Linked DNA regions of Sus scrofa: region 1 is linked to region 2. The links are chromatin contacts, called in public HiChIP or PLAC-seq maps. All regions are on one chromosome and are shown on one strand. The core of a region is the stretch at or near the end of the contact, and the rest is flanking DNA. Distances in the headings are between cores, read along the strand shown. Region 1 has its middle 20 kb from the start of POLM. Region 2 holds the start of LOC102163456 (merozoite surface protein CMZ-8-like).

Region 1 (5,962 bases), core at 3,422-5,921, 37 kb before region 2:
CTCAAGATATTATAGATATTATAGAATGTGTGTAATTTGTTTCACTGAAGTAGCACTGGTCTGATTGCTTTGTACAAGCAGCATTTTCAGAAGCTGCTTATTGCAAGTGTCCCTAGCCACTTCACTACCTGAATTACAAAACGGAGATGACTTGCAATCACTAAAATAGCACTGTTTTCAAGTTGTGCTGTAGCATTATCTTTATTAGAAGTGGCTTTGAACCCTTCACTACACACATCACAGAATAGAGATCACTATCATTTGCTGAAATAACACTCATCTGAATGCGATTTGCAAGCAGCAGTGTAAGAAACACATTTCTAACACATATTTTTAAACATGTCACTCCTTGAATTACACAAAGTACCTACAAGTCTTTACATTAAATATGTCCGTTGTACTGTTTGTACAGTTCGTACAGTTACAGAATGGGTATCCATTCACTGAAATATCACTGCTGAACGCAGCTTGAGACTAGCTTCTAAGAAATATCTTATTATAAGCCATGATAAACAAGCATTAAAGGACAATAAGAGCATGTAACCCTGTGAACAACTCTACATACATAAATTCAATAGCTTAGATAAAATGGACTGATTCATTTGAAAGTCACAAACTAACAAAACTCACCCAAGAGTGGACAAATCTAAATAGTCTGTGTCTATTAAAGAAACGGAATTTACAGGTTAAAATCTTTCAAGAGAGAGCTTTCCAGGCCCAGAAGTTTTCGCTGGTGAGTTCTATTTTTTTCATATGTTTTCATCTTTTTTTATTTTAAGTGAGAATTACTACTATTTTTAATATTTATTTATTTATTTACTTTTAAGGGCCGCACCTATGGCATATGGAGTCTCCCAGGCTAGGGGTCCAACAGGAGCTACAGCTGCTGGCCTATGCCACAGCCACAGCAACGCAGTATCCGAGGCTCATCTGTGACCTGCACCAGAGTTCATGGAATGCCCTGATCCTTAACCCACTGAGCGAGGCCAGGGATTGAACCCACAACCTTGTGTTTCCTAGTCGGATTCATTTCTGCTGTGCCCTGATGGGATCTCCTGGTGAATTCTATTAAACATTTAAAGAAGAAAAAATAATTCTACACAATATATCTTCCAAAAAACAAAAGATGAGGGAACACTTCCCAGCAATAACAATACCAAAGCCAGATGAAGGCAGTACAAGAAAACTAGAGACCAATATCCTTCATTAGCAAAGACACACATATCCTCAACAAAATACTAGCAAGACAAACGCAGGAGCATATAAAAAATAACACTACACCAAGACTAAGTGGTATGTACCCCAGGAATGCAAAGCTGGTTTAATATTCCAAAAACCAACCAATGCTAACTGCTAAAGAAGAAAATAACCATGACCATGTTACTTGATGCAGAAAAAGCATCTGACAAAACCCAACACCCATTTGTTATGAAAACTCTCAGAAAACTAGTAACAGAAGTAAATTTCCTTAACCTGATCAATGGTACTTACAAAAACTCTACCTATAACATTATAGTTAATGGTGAAACACGGAAATTTAAAGTGGGAAACAAAGATGTCCACTCTCATTATGCCTAAGCAACATAGTTCTAGCCAGTGCAGTAAGACAAGAAAAAAAAAAAAAAAAGGCAACCAGATCATCAGATCACGAAAGGAGAAATGAATTTATTCTTATTCACAGACAATGTGATTGTTTATGTGGAAGATTAAATGGAATCTACCAAAAATCTTTTAAAACTAAAAGTGAGTTCTGCAAGGTTTCAAGGTCATCACATGAAAAATCAATTGATTTTTATGTGCTAGCAAGAAACAACTGGAAAAGGAAACACAATTTTATAATAGCTCCAGATAATGAAATATGTATGTATAAAGGTAATAAAACAAGTACTGGGTTTATATGTTGAAAACCTACTAAACTAGCAAGAAACCAAAGAAAGCCAAAGATGTTTCCCCAAATTGTCCTAAAGGTTCAGTGCAATTCCAATCAAGATCTCAAAAAATTACTTAATAAATAAAAACAAGCTGATTCTAAAATTTCTTTGGAAAGTCAAAGGAAACAGAATAGTCAAAACAATTTTAAAAAGAACAAAGTTAGAGGGCTCACACTATCTGACATTAAGCATTACTCTAAAATTCAAGTTAATCAACTTTAAATAGTACCTTTTTTTCTTTTTAGGGGCACACCTGCGGCATATGGAAGTTTCTGGGCTAGGGGTCGAGCTGGAGCTGGAGCCTAAGCCACAGCCACAGCCGTGCCAGATCCGAGCCACATCTGTGACCTACGCCACAGCTCGCAGCAACACCAGTTCCTTAACCCACTGGGCGAGGCCAGGGATCAAGCCTGCATCGTCAGGACACTATGTGAGGATCTTAACTACTGAGCCATAAGAGGAACTCCTAAATGGTATTTTTGAAGGAATAAACACAGAGGTAAATGGAATAGAGTCCAGAGATGGTTCCACATAAAAATAGAAAATTGATTTTTCACAAAGGCCCAAAGGCAATGAAGTAGAAAAAGGATGGTTTTTTCAACAAACGGTGCCAGAAAAAATTGGACATCCATACACAAATCAATGAACTTCGACCTAAACCTCACGCTTTAAACAAAAATTAATTTGAAATGAATTATAGGCCTAAATGTAACCTCTAGAAGAAAATAGTCAAATGTAAACATTTGCTTAGAAGAAAATAGACAAAAATGTTTGCAACTGGGGTCACTTGGGGCCAGAGACGTGGCCCAAAAGCATGAGGAAAAAAAAAAAAAACTGGTAAACTGGACTTCATCAAAATTTAAAAGATCTGCTCTGAAAAATACACTGGTAAGAGAAGGAAAAGATAATCTACAAACTGGGAGAAAATATTTACCAATCATATAACTAACAAAGGACTTACATACAGTATGCATAAAGAACTCAAAATTCAACAGTAAGAAAACCAGCAATTCAATTTTTTTAAAGTAAGCCAAAAATCTGAGCAGACACTTTACCAGAGAGAATATATAGATGGTTAGTTAGCCAGTGAAAAGCCGGTCAACACTGTAGATACTCAGGGAATGCAAATTAAAACCACAGTGAGCCACTGCTATACACCATAGAGTAGTTAAATACTGAGAATATAAGTGTTGGCAAGGATACAGAGCACCTGGTGACTGGTGAATGTCTAATTCACACGTGTGGCTTTCCTCACTAGCGCACTGCAAAGTGATACGGGCCCAAGGGAAAACAACATGGCACTCGCTTATAAAGTTAAACATACACTTACCATATAACATGGTAATGCTATATCTTATTACTTACCCAAGAGAAATGAAAAGCTATGTTCACACAAAAACCTGTATACACTTGTTCTATTCATAACCACTAAAACCTGGAAACAATTCAAATGTTCAATAGGTGAATGGGAAACTGTGGACTATCCATGGCACAGAATATTATGCAAAAAGAAAGAAGAACAGATGAATCTCAAAGGCATTACGCTGAATAAGAGAGACCAGACTCAAAAGGTTACGTATGGTCTGGCTCCACTTATATGACACTTGGAGAAGGCAAAACTCTAGGGACACTGAAATATCAGATGCATGGATTTGTAATGGGAGAGCTTATGATCACAATAAAACAGATGAGCAGCTGTCCTGATTTTGATGGAGATGAATGGGCCTAAAGGTGTGATAAACCTGTGCACCAGAAGAGTCCATTCTACTGTGTGTTAATTTTAAAAATACAGTTTTTATGTGGCGATTGGCCAGGAAAGTCCACACCTGACAAAGAAATTTTCGAGTGGGAAGAGTAACTTTGGTGGATGGTACAGCAAAGCCAAATGCCCTAAGGCGAGAGCACACCTGGAGATTTGAGGAGCAGAGGATACCATGCAGCCAGCCCCACTCAGGAGGAGGGTGAGGGTATCTGGGACAGTTCAAGTGGGAGAGCAGTGACGAAGGTATGCACCCGGCTTATCACAGGGCAGTAGGGTTTGGGGCGGGGTTCAGGGTGGGCAGTGTAGGAGCTAAGGCCAGTGGGGGCATGGGTGAAAACAGAAATGCTAGGGCCCTGGGGGCCATGGTGAGGACTTTGGCTTTACTGAGGTGTGGGGAACTGCTGGATGGCTTTGAGCCAGGAGTGACAGATACCATGTGACCTGCTTTTCAGACTTTTGAAACCAGACTTAAAGGCAAAAAGGCAGAGACAGGCAGTCTGGTTGGGAGATGTGGGCCTAACCCAGCAGGAGGTGGTAGGTCAGCACTGGAGGTCCTCTTTCTCCCACCTCCCTACTCCTCGGCTACCTCTGGCTCCAGATGCCCCTGGAACACCCTTTAGTGCCCCCGCAAAGACTCCTAGCAGGCAAGACCCAGACTCCACCTCTGAGCTCAGAGACCCCAGGGCTAGAAGTCGAATTGGACATATTGTGCAAAGCCCTTGCCATCTACCCAGGCTCAGTAACAAGCCCAGAAACAAAGCTCCATTCAGTTCTTACTCACAGGAGAGGAGCCAGAGACCTCTGGCCCAGGACCACAGAGCTAGGAGAGCTCTGTAAAAAGTTAATAAACAAAACACTCAATTAAGAGTGGGGAGACCAGAAGGGGGAGCTCTTATGCCCTGCAGCCACAGCAGAGCCCAACAGGAAGAAGAAACATTCTCTATCCTGGCAACAACTCAGCCAATGAAAAAAACGTGGACTCTGTGTCCTACGGTCCCCCTGCCCCCTGCTTCCCTTGCCACGTGGGGACTTGCATGTGGCTCGCCATGATGGCAGACTGTGAATTGCAGTTCTCTGCTGATCTCAAATAAACCCATTTTTGTGGAAGAAATAACTGGCAGTTTTTTTATTCCAACACTTTGGTGACTTGCACAGGGATCCAGAGGAGACCCCCAACAGGCTGGTAAGTGAACAGGTGCAGTGCGCATGAAAGGCCACTGCTGCTCACTGATTTCCTCATTGATCCTGGAATTCAAAAGTATTTCTTTCTCCTGGGTCTGAGCCTCCACCCTCTGCATTTTGAATCTCTCCAAGCTTTAGCTGGCATCTCCCAAGCTTTAGCTGGGATCTATTTTTTATCCTTTCTGGTTAAGGCCCTGTTCTGTACTTGAGTACTCATTTGGAATTTCAGTCTCATTTTGAAATCAGACTGCTCCAATTGGAGCCGGCTAGCCTTCAGCCCATTCCTTTGGGAACAGAGGCTATATTTCATTGGAACTGTGCCAGTTCAGCCTTCAGGCCATTCCTTTGGAATAGGGGTTGTTCTATGGGAACACTGCTGAGATGCCATCTGCTGGCTCTGCTAGGACCAACCTGTTCCTTTAGAACTGGCTGGTGTTAGGCCAGCAGGCTGTTTGAGATATTTGAACTGTTTGAGCTATAAGCTGTTTAAGCTGTAAGCTGCTTGAGCTGTTTAGGCTTTTTAAAAATTCTCTTAGAGAAAGACCTCTGAGAAATGAGATCCCAGTTACCTAAATATTTTGAGGGCACCTCCCCACCACAGGGACTCTGGCCGATATTATGTTGAAAAACTGCAGTCATTCCTTCTGAGAATTTCTAACCAAATGGACCAGCCTAACCAAAGGCAATTTAGCATGTCAATGGCCATGATGGGGAATTTTTTAACTGTTCAAACCTATTTTTCTTAAGACCAAAGTGGACAACCAGAGCCCTAAAATTTCCCTAACTGAATGGAATGCCTATTTGGATTGGTAGCTTGAGGCTTCCAAACATGATCAGCAGCCTAAAATTGATTTTATGCAAAATAAGACTTGGAGACTGGGGCAAACAAATGACTTAAAAGATGATGTGGTTCCCAGAGCCTCAGGCTCTTCCTCCTCAGCTTGTCTCCGGTTCGCCTCCCACACCATCCTGTCTTTCCCTGAGCCCCACGTGCTGATGCCCACCTCTGGGCCATCTCCCTCTTCTACCCCACCCCACCTACACCTGCTCTAGAGCCCCCAGTTCCCCTACACTAATCCTCTCTCTG
Region 2 (6,032 bases), core at 5-2,504:
TGCGGTTTCTCATCCTATTTGCGGTGTCTTCCCTCCCCACCCCTGTGGGACTGACCACGCCACAGCGGGAAGTGGGCGGGTCCCATTCCTCCCATTTCCGCTCCACCTGGTCACCCCCGCCCCCCACCATTGTGGGAGCATCTGGTGCCCCAAACCCCGTCCTTCTAAGGGCATGACTGACAGGGGCAAAGTGGCCCTGGCGCCTCTGTGTGACCCTTTGCCCGAAGGGCCTCTGCACTGCACTCTCCCCCGACGGGCTGCAGTGCAACCTCTGCAGCGCCCTTGCTCCTGACCCCAGGTGGGGACACCCCTCCACACATGGTTCCTTCTTAGCGGCCCTCCGAAGTGAGCTCTTGGCCCCGGAGGGAAACAGGACCCAGGCCGGGTCAGGGGTGAGAGCACCGGCCCTGTTGCCTTCTGTCTCCACCCTTGCCTCAGTGGGCTCCATCAGCCTGACCCTCAGGAAGCTGCTGGGAAGTTCGATGAGCCCCCCTACCCCAGCCCAGGCCGGGCACCCCCAAGAACTCCCCTTCCCCACTCTGGGTGGGTCCCCCAGAATGAGATGTCCCCTTGCCTCGGCCTGTCCAGTCCAGTCCCCTGGGGCAGACCTCACTGGGAGGGAGAGCCCCAGAACCCTCTTAGGAAGTGGAAAGTAGGGGCGGCGGGGGCAGGATGCCCAGCAGACTCCCAGACTAGTTCAGAAGAGCTCTTGGACAAGGACACAGATGCCCCACCCGCTGGCAGTGGGCACTGGATGTGGGAAGGGTGAGTGGCCGTCACAGGAGGCCACAAGCCTCCCACCTCTTGGCCTGCCTCTTCCTGCTCTGGGCTGCTGCCCTTGGGGAGTTTGGTTTGGGGGTCTCCGGACAGGCTGGGTCTGCGGGACATCCCGGGTGAGAGGAGTCTTGGCCCTGCCCACAGAAGGGAGATACTGGCCCAGCATGGAGAGCGGTCACCCCTCCCCTCCACCTGCCCAGACCCTCAGGGTAGGAGGGCAGGAGCCCCTCTCCCTGCCCGGCCGACCCCCGGGCCCAGCCCCCCACAGGGCCTTTGCTCATGTTCTTGTTGTTGACTCACTGCGGCTGAGGAAAACGTTCTTTCTTTTTTAATTTTTGTACGTCTTCTATTTTCCCTGGCAGAGGATGTGGAGCCCACATCTGAGCCATGTGTGAGCCAGCTGAAGTCGGGAGCTGTTCCCAGGGAAGTGACGTTCTGCAGCCGCCCCCCGCCCCCGCCCCCACCCCCCCCACCCCCAGCCTTGGGGCTCCCTGTTTGACACACTCAACTGGGGGCAACAGAACAAATTCCAAGGCAAAGTTTCGAGAACGATGATTCAGAGGCTCGCAGAGGACATTTATGGGTAAGAGCTTGCTTCATCCTGCAGCTGCCAGGACCAGCCTGGGGACACACGGCAGGCGGGGACAGCACAGGGACGAGGAGGCCTGACTGGGGCCGGCTGGTGGGAGTGGGCCCCGGGAGCCCAGGTGGGTGGACTTGGTCTCCTAAGGGAAGTGACAAGAGCTGGGAGCTGGGTTATCAGTGCTGAAACTGTGTACCGCACAGCACGTGCCAAGTCCCAGCTCGTCTGCACAGTGAGGGCGTGAGGTTACTTGCTGTGATCAGATGGCCAGGAGGGCAGGGCTGCGGTTGGACTCTAGGGACCAGCTCTTGACACAGTCCCACTGCCTTTTAAGTATGAACAAGTGAGCCAGTGAGAAGCAAAGGAAGGGCCTTGAAAGAAAGAGGTGAGAGGAGACAGAGCCCCCTGCATCCTGCCCCCACCCCCAGCCCCTGTGCCCGGGTGAGCCACCAGCCCCCACAGCGCCCCCTGGTGGCTGCCTGTTCATCATCGGGGGCCCCTGGATTTTCCCACCTGGGCCCAACCCTCACAGACCACGTTGGCTCAGGACTGACCGCTGCCAGACTTGGCCCGTGGACTCCAGATGTGCTTTTTCTTGCTTCCTCATTCCTTCAAGGAGGAATGTTCTGGGAACTCTGGCCTTAGGTGTCATGCCTATTTGGAACCAGCCAGCATTTGCCCTTCGAGAAGCCTTATGGAAACACCAGGCACACGTGGCATAGCTCCCTATGCCAGCACCCATGGCAGACATCACTAATCGATCCTGGGATTCTCTGACTACCCACTCTCCCTGTGCCCAGGGCCCATGTGGTAGCTGGAGTTATTGTAAAGACAATTTTTAAAAACTGGGTTCTGGTCAGAGGAAGGAGAGGAATGGCTCTTTGCCCTTGTTGGGGTCTCAGCTGGTGGGAAAGCAGTAGCCTTAGAGGTGAAGCCATGTTCATCACGGGAAATAGTAAAGGAAACTCTAGGGGAGGGGACCTGACCCCCCCACATCTGTGGCTCCTGTTTGGGTGGGGAGTAAACCGTTCCCAGAGCAGATCCCGGCACACAGCTTCCTTGGGTTGAAGGCACCCATCCTCTCTCCCCAGCCGATCCATGTCCTCAGGGGTGCTGTGTGACCCCCTATGCCTTTGTGGCCCCTCCATCTTCCACACAGAGCTGGGCACACACACACTGCCCCTAAGATATTCCCATGACTTGACCTGGCTTCGTCTGAGGCTATGTCACCAGCTAGAGACAGGCCAGGTAAGTGGGCTGCTGCCCACCATCTCCTTGCTGGGGATCTTACCTGGGATCCCCTCTCCTGCTGCTGGGAGCACAGGGGTGGGCCAGAAGCCCCCGAACTTGTACGGAAATCGCTGCGTGAATGCCGAGTCCCTCCCCACTTGTGACAGTCCATTCCTATGAATGACACATACCAGTTGATAAAACATGAAATCCCCTCCCTCCCTGCTCCAACGCTGACCCCGCTCCAAACCTGGCCTTGTGCATCAGGACCTTGCGGGTGTGGGGGTCTCCTGCCCTGAGTGAGACCAGCTGTGCACCTGCCCCTTACTAGACAGTGAATTCCCAAAATGTGGTCCCTCCCTGGGGCCAACACAGGGCCCCGGGCTCTTCATGGACCTCAGAGGTTAGCTGGTTGCCTGAAGGATGGCTGGTGACTGCCGAGCTGCCAGGGCAAGGCTCCAGAGAGAGGAAAGCATGGGTTGGCCCTCAAGGTCCTTCTGAGATGGGGATGGTCCCCAAGGCCACCGTCCCTGGCTTGGCTCTGCTCTCAGGGTTCCCTGGTCGCCTCCAGGTTGCCGTCGGGCTTGGGAGCGTGCCACAGAGTGAGTGAGACAGGGGCGTGGGGGCGCTGAGACCCACGCTTTGGGGTCCCCCTGCATCCTCTCCCACCCTCCCTCCTACAGGCCTTCCTTCCCAGGCGACCACCCCCCCGCCCCCGCCCCCGCCAGCCCGGGGACACCGCCCGCAGTTCCCACTTCGGGAAATGCCAAGCGCGCGGCGCCGCCGGGACAGCTCAGCAGCCCCGCAGCCCCTCCGTCCACGCCCGGCTCCTCCTCCTCCTCCTCCTCCTCCTTCCCCGGGGGTGGGGGGAGCCGGCTCCGGAAGCCCCGGCGCCCCCGCCCGGGCCGCCACTGGCGCTTTGGAGAAGGCGGTTCGCGTGCCACGCGGGACCTGAGCTCCCAGCCGCCGCCAGCTCCTTAGGAACCCCCTGACCCCTTCGGAACCCCCACCGACTCCCGAGCCACTGCCCGGCCCGGAGCTAGCTCCCCGCGCCCCACCCCGGAGTCCCCTGCTACCCCAGATCTCCCCCTCCGCCCCCACCCCTCCCAAGAGCCCACCCCGATCCCCTCCGCCCGCCCCTCCCCGGACCTCCCCACCCACCCCCGATCCTCCCACCCACCCCTCCCAGGAACCCCTACCCCCGCTCCCAGGACCCCGCGGCACCCCTTCCCCGGAGCCCCCCGCGCTCCTGGCCCGGTGCGCGCCGCGGCCATGGCGGCCGTGCGCGGGGCGCCCCTGCTCGGCTGCCTCCTGGCGCTGCTGGCCCTGTGTCCTGGGGGGCGCCCGCAGACGGTGCTGACCGACGACGAGATCGAGGAGTTCCTCGAGGGCTTCCTGTCGGAGCTGGAGTCCGAGCCCCGGGAGGACGACGTGGAGGCCCCACCACCCCCTGAACCCACACTTCCAGTCCGCAAAGCCCAGGCGGGGGGCAAGCCCGGGGCGCGCCCCGGGGTGGCTGGAGAGGGTAAGAGCACCGGGTGGGGTGGCCCTCGGCATGATGGGGGGACCTCGGGGAGCCCTGCGCCGCAGGTGAGAATGGCTGGCCTCCGTAGGGCTTGGCCGATGGCCAGTCTGCCCTGCGTGAAGAATGGCTCTGTAAGGCCCCAGAGAGCCCAGATGTCCCACGGGACCTTGTGCCAGGCAGAGGTCGGTGCTGGCTTGGAGCCCTTTGGGTTTGGAGACACATCCAGCAGGTCTGCTGCCCCGCGACTTGGGTCCTCCCAGTGCCCCCAAACCCCCAGAGGGATTAGGCTGGCGCTAACAGGGCATTTTCTTGCCCCCTCCCCAGCTCCCAGCTGTGAACAGCCCTGCTGTCCTAATGGGGCCACTCAGACTGATTGTGGCTCCCACTGGCCAAGCCCACACCACTGCTGGAGTCCCAGCCTCCAGCCTTCCCTGGAAAGGCTTCCCAGCACCTTCCTCCTGGCCTCTTACTCCAGGAGCACAGAGGCAGGGGAGGGGGCGGCAGAAGACCCCATCTCCAAAAGACTTCCGGGGAGTGGTGGCCAGTAGTCCCGGGTTACTGGGAGAATTAAATGAGGTGATGCATCACCAAAGCATTTAGCCCAGGGCCTCTTATATAATCCGTCGTCAATAAATCTTAGCTGTTTATCGTGACCTTCTGGAGGGTGGCACGGGGTCTTGCTGATCTCCCTCCCGGGAGACTCCAAGGCACCGTCCATCATTCCTGAGGTCAGCAGCTCCTCCCCTTCGTGCCGCTCTAGATCTTTCCTGGCTCCTCCCCCACCTCTGGGGGACGGGTCCTGGGACCCATCTCGCCCCCTGCCCCCCTTCCAGGATTGTTGTCCTGGCCTCTTGCACTGCTATCTGTGGGGCTCCATTTCTCCGGGCTGTGTCTGCATTTCATAAATTTTTCTGTATGTCCAGACCCCCTCCCCCATTACATTTCAACAGCATTTGCTCAGGGCCCTGGAGGATTCCTGCAGGCAGCCCCAGGTCCTGCCCCTGCCCCCTCCCACAGACTCTGAGATGGGCGAGCAGTGGCGGTGCCTGCGTGTCCCTCTGCCCTCTGTGTGGCCCCAGGACCCCCTATAGGGTTATGGTCCACCCCAGACTCCTTACTCCTGGATAGGGGAGAGCCCACAAGAGTTCCTTTTCTCTGAAGCTTTTCTTGCTTCCGGGAGGCCCAGGCTCGTGTGCGTTACTTTGTGTGGCCCTTGGCAGGAATGGGCCTGCCTCCTCCTTTGGACCCTGTGCCCCTTCCGTGCCCAGCACAGAACAGTGAGCCCTGGCTGGCCGAGTGGCCGAATGGGGAAGGAGTGCTGCTCGAGGCTTTGGCAGGCGGGAGAACAAGGGCCTCCTCCCGGGGGAGCTGAGCCACCCAGGCCAAGGGGTGGTAATGGCAGAGTCTTGCAGCCAGAAAGCCTGGCTTCCGACCCCAGCTCTGCCATGACCGCAGTGCCCTAACCTCTCAGTGTCTCGATCTGGGAAATGCAGGACTCACAAGTGCCCCTTTGCCCAGGTGGCGTGCACCTTGGGTTGGGGGTGGGGGTCGCATGGGACGTAGAGAAGGCTCATCACTGATTTGACCCGAGTCTGCATCTTGGACAGCGCCTCCAGGAAAGGCCAAGGACAAAGGGAAGAAAGGGAAGAAGGACAAAGGGCCCAAGGCAACCAAGCAGCCCAGAGAGGGGTCACCCAAGCCGCCTAAGAAGCCCAAGGAGAAGCCACCGAAGGCCACCAAGAAGCCCAAGGAGAAGCCACCGAAGGCCACCAAGAAGCCCAAAGAGAAGCCACCGAAGGCCACCAAGAAGCCCAAGGAGAAGCCCCCCAAGGCCACCAAGAAGCCCCTGGCTGGGAAGAAGCACCCCATCCCAACACCCTCAGAAAGCCCGCCGTGGCCACTGCCCCCTCCCCCCAG

Evidence for each region. HiChIP or PLAC-seq counts read pairs in DNA pulled down with a chosen protein or histone mark.
Region 1: a contact with region 2 is called in an H3K27ac HiChIP or PLAC-seq map of skeletal muscle. The contact joins the enhancer-like site here to the promoter of LOC102163456 in region 2. A contact is called at or near these places in 1 of 5 promoter capture datasets (liver), 4 of 47 Hi-C or Micro-C datasets (embryonic fibroblasts, epiblast stem cells, retroperitoneal adipose tissue and 1 more) and 2 of 2 datasets of contacts at active chromatin or transcription factors (alveolar macrophages and skeletal muscle).

What each region holds. Positions count from the first base shown.
Region 1 is chr18:51,094,795-51,100,756 of Sscrofa11.1, reverse strand. No RefSeq gene overlaps it. Among named protein-coding and RNA genes, the nearest start is that of POLM, 20 kb to the right of the region's middle. Within about 2 kb of position 4,671, at least 32 of the 83 cell types and tissues checked have an H3K27ac peak or open chromatin away from gene starts, as enhancers often do. A contact at or near this core is called in retroperitoneal adipose tissue and skeletal muscle, where this site is marked.
Region 2 is chr18:51,054,167-51,060,198 of Sscrofa11.1, reverse strand. LOC102163456 (merozoite surface protein CMZ-8-like) reads left to right here and starts at 1,254. Exons shown (of 2, transcript XM_021078660.1): 1 at 1,254-1,360; 2 at 3,274-3,600. The coding sequence starts at 1,329. The coding sequence ends at 3,571. It overlaps AEBP1 (adipocyte enhancer-binding protein 1), which reads left to right and starts at 3,410. Exons shown (of 21, transcript XM_003134886.4): 1 at 3,410-4,115; 2 at 5,723-6,032. The coding sequence starts at 3,863.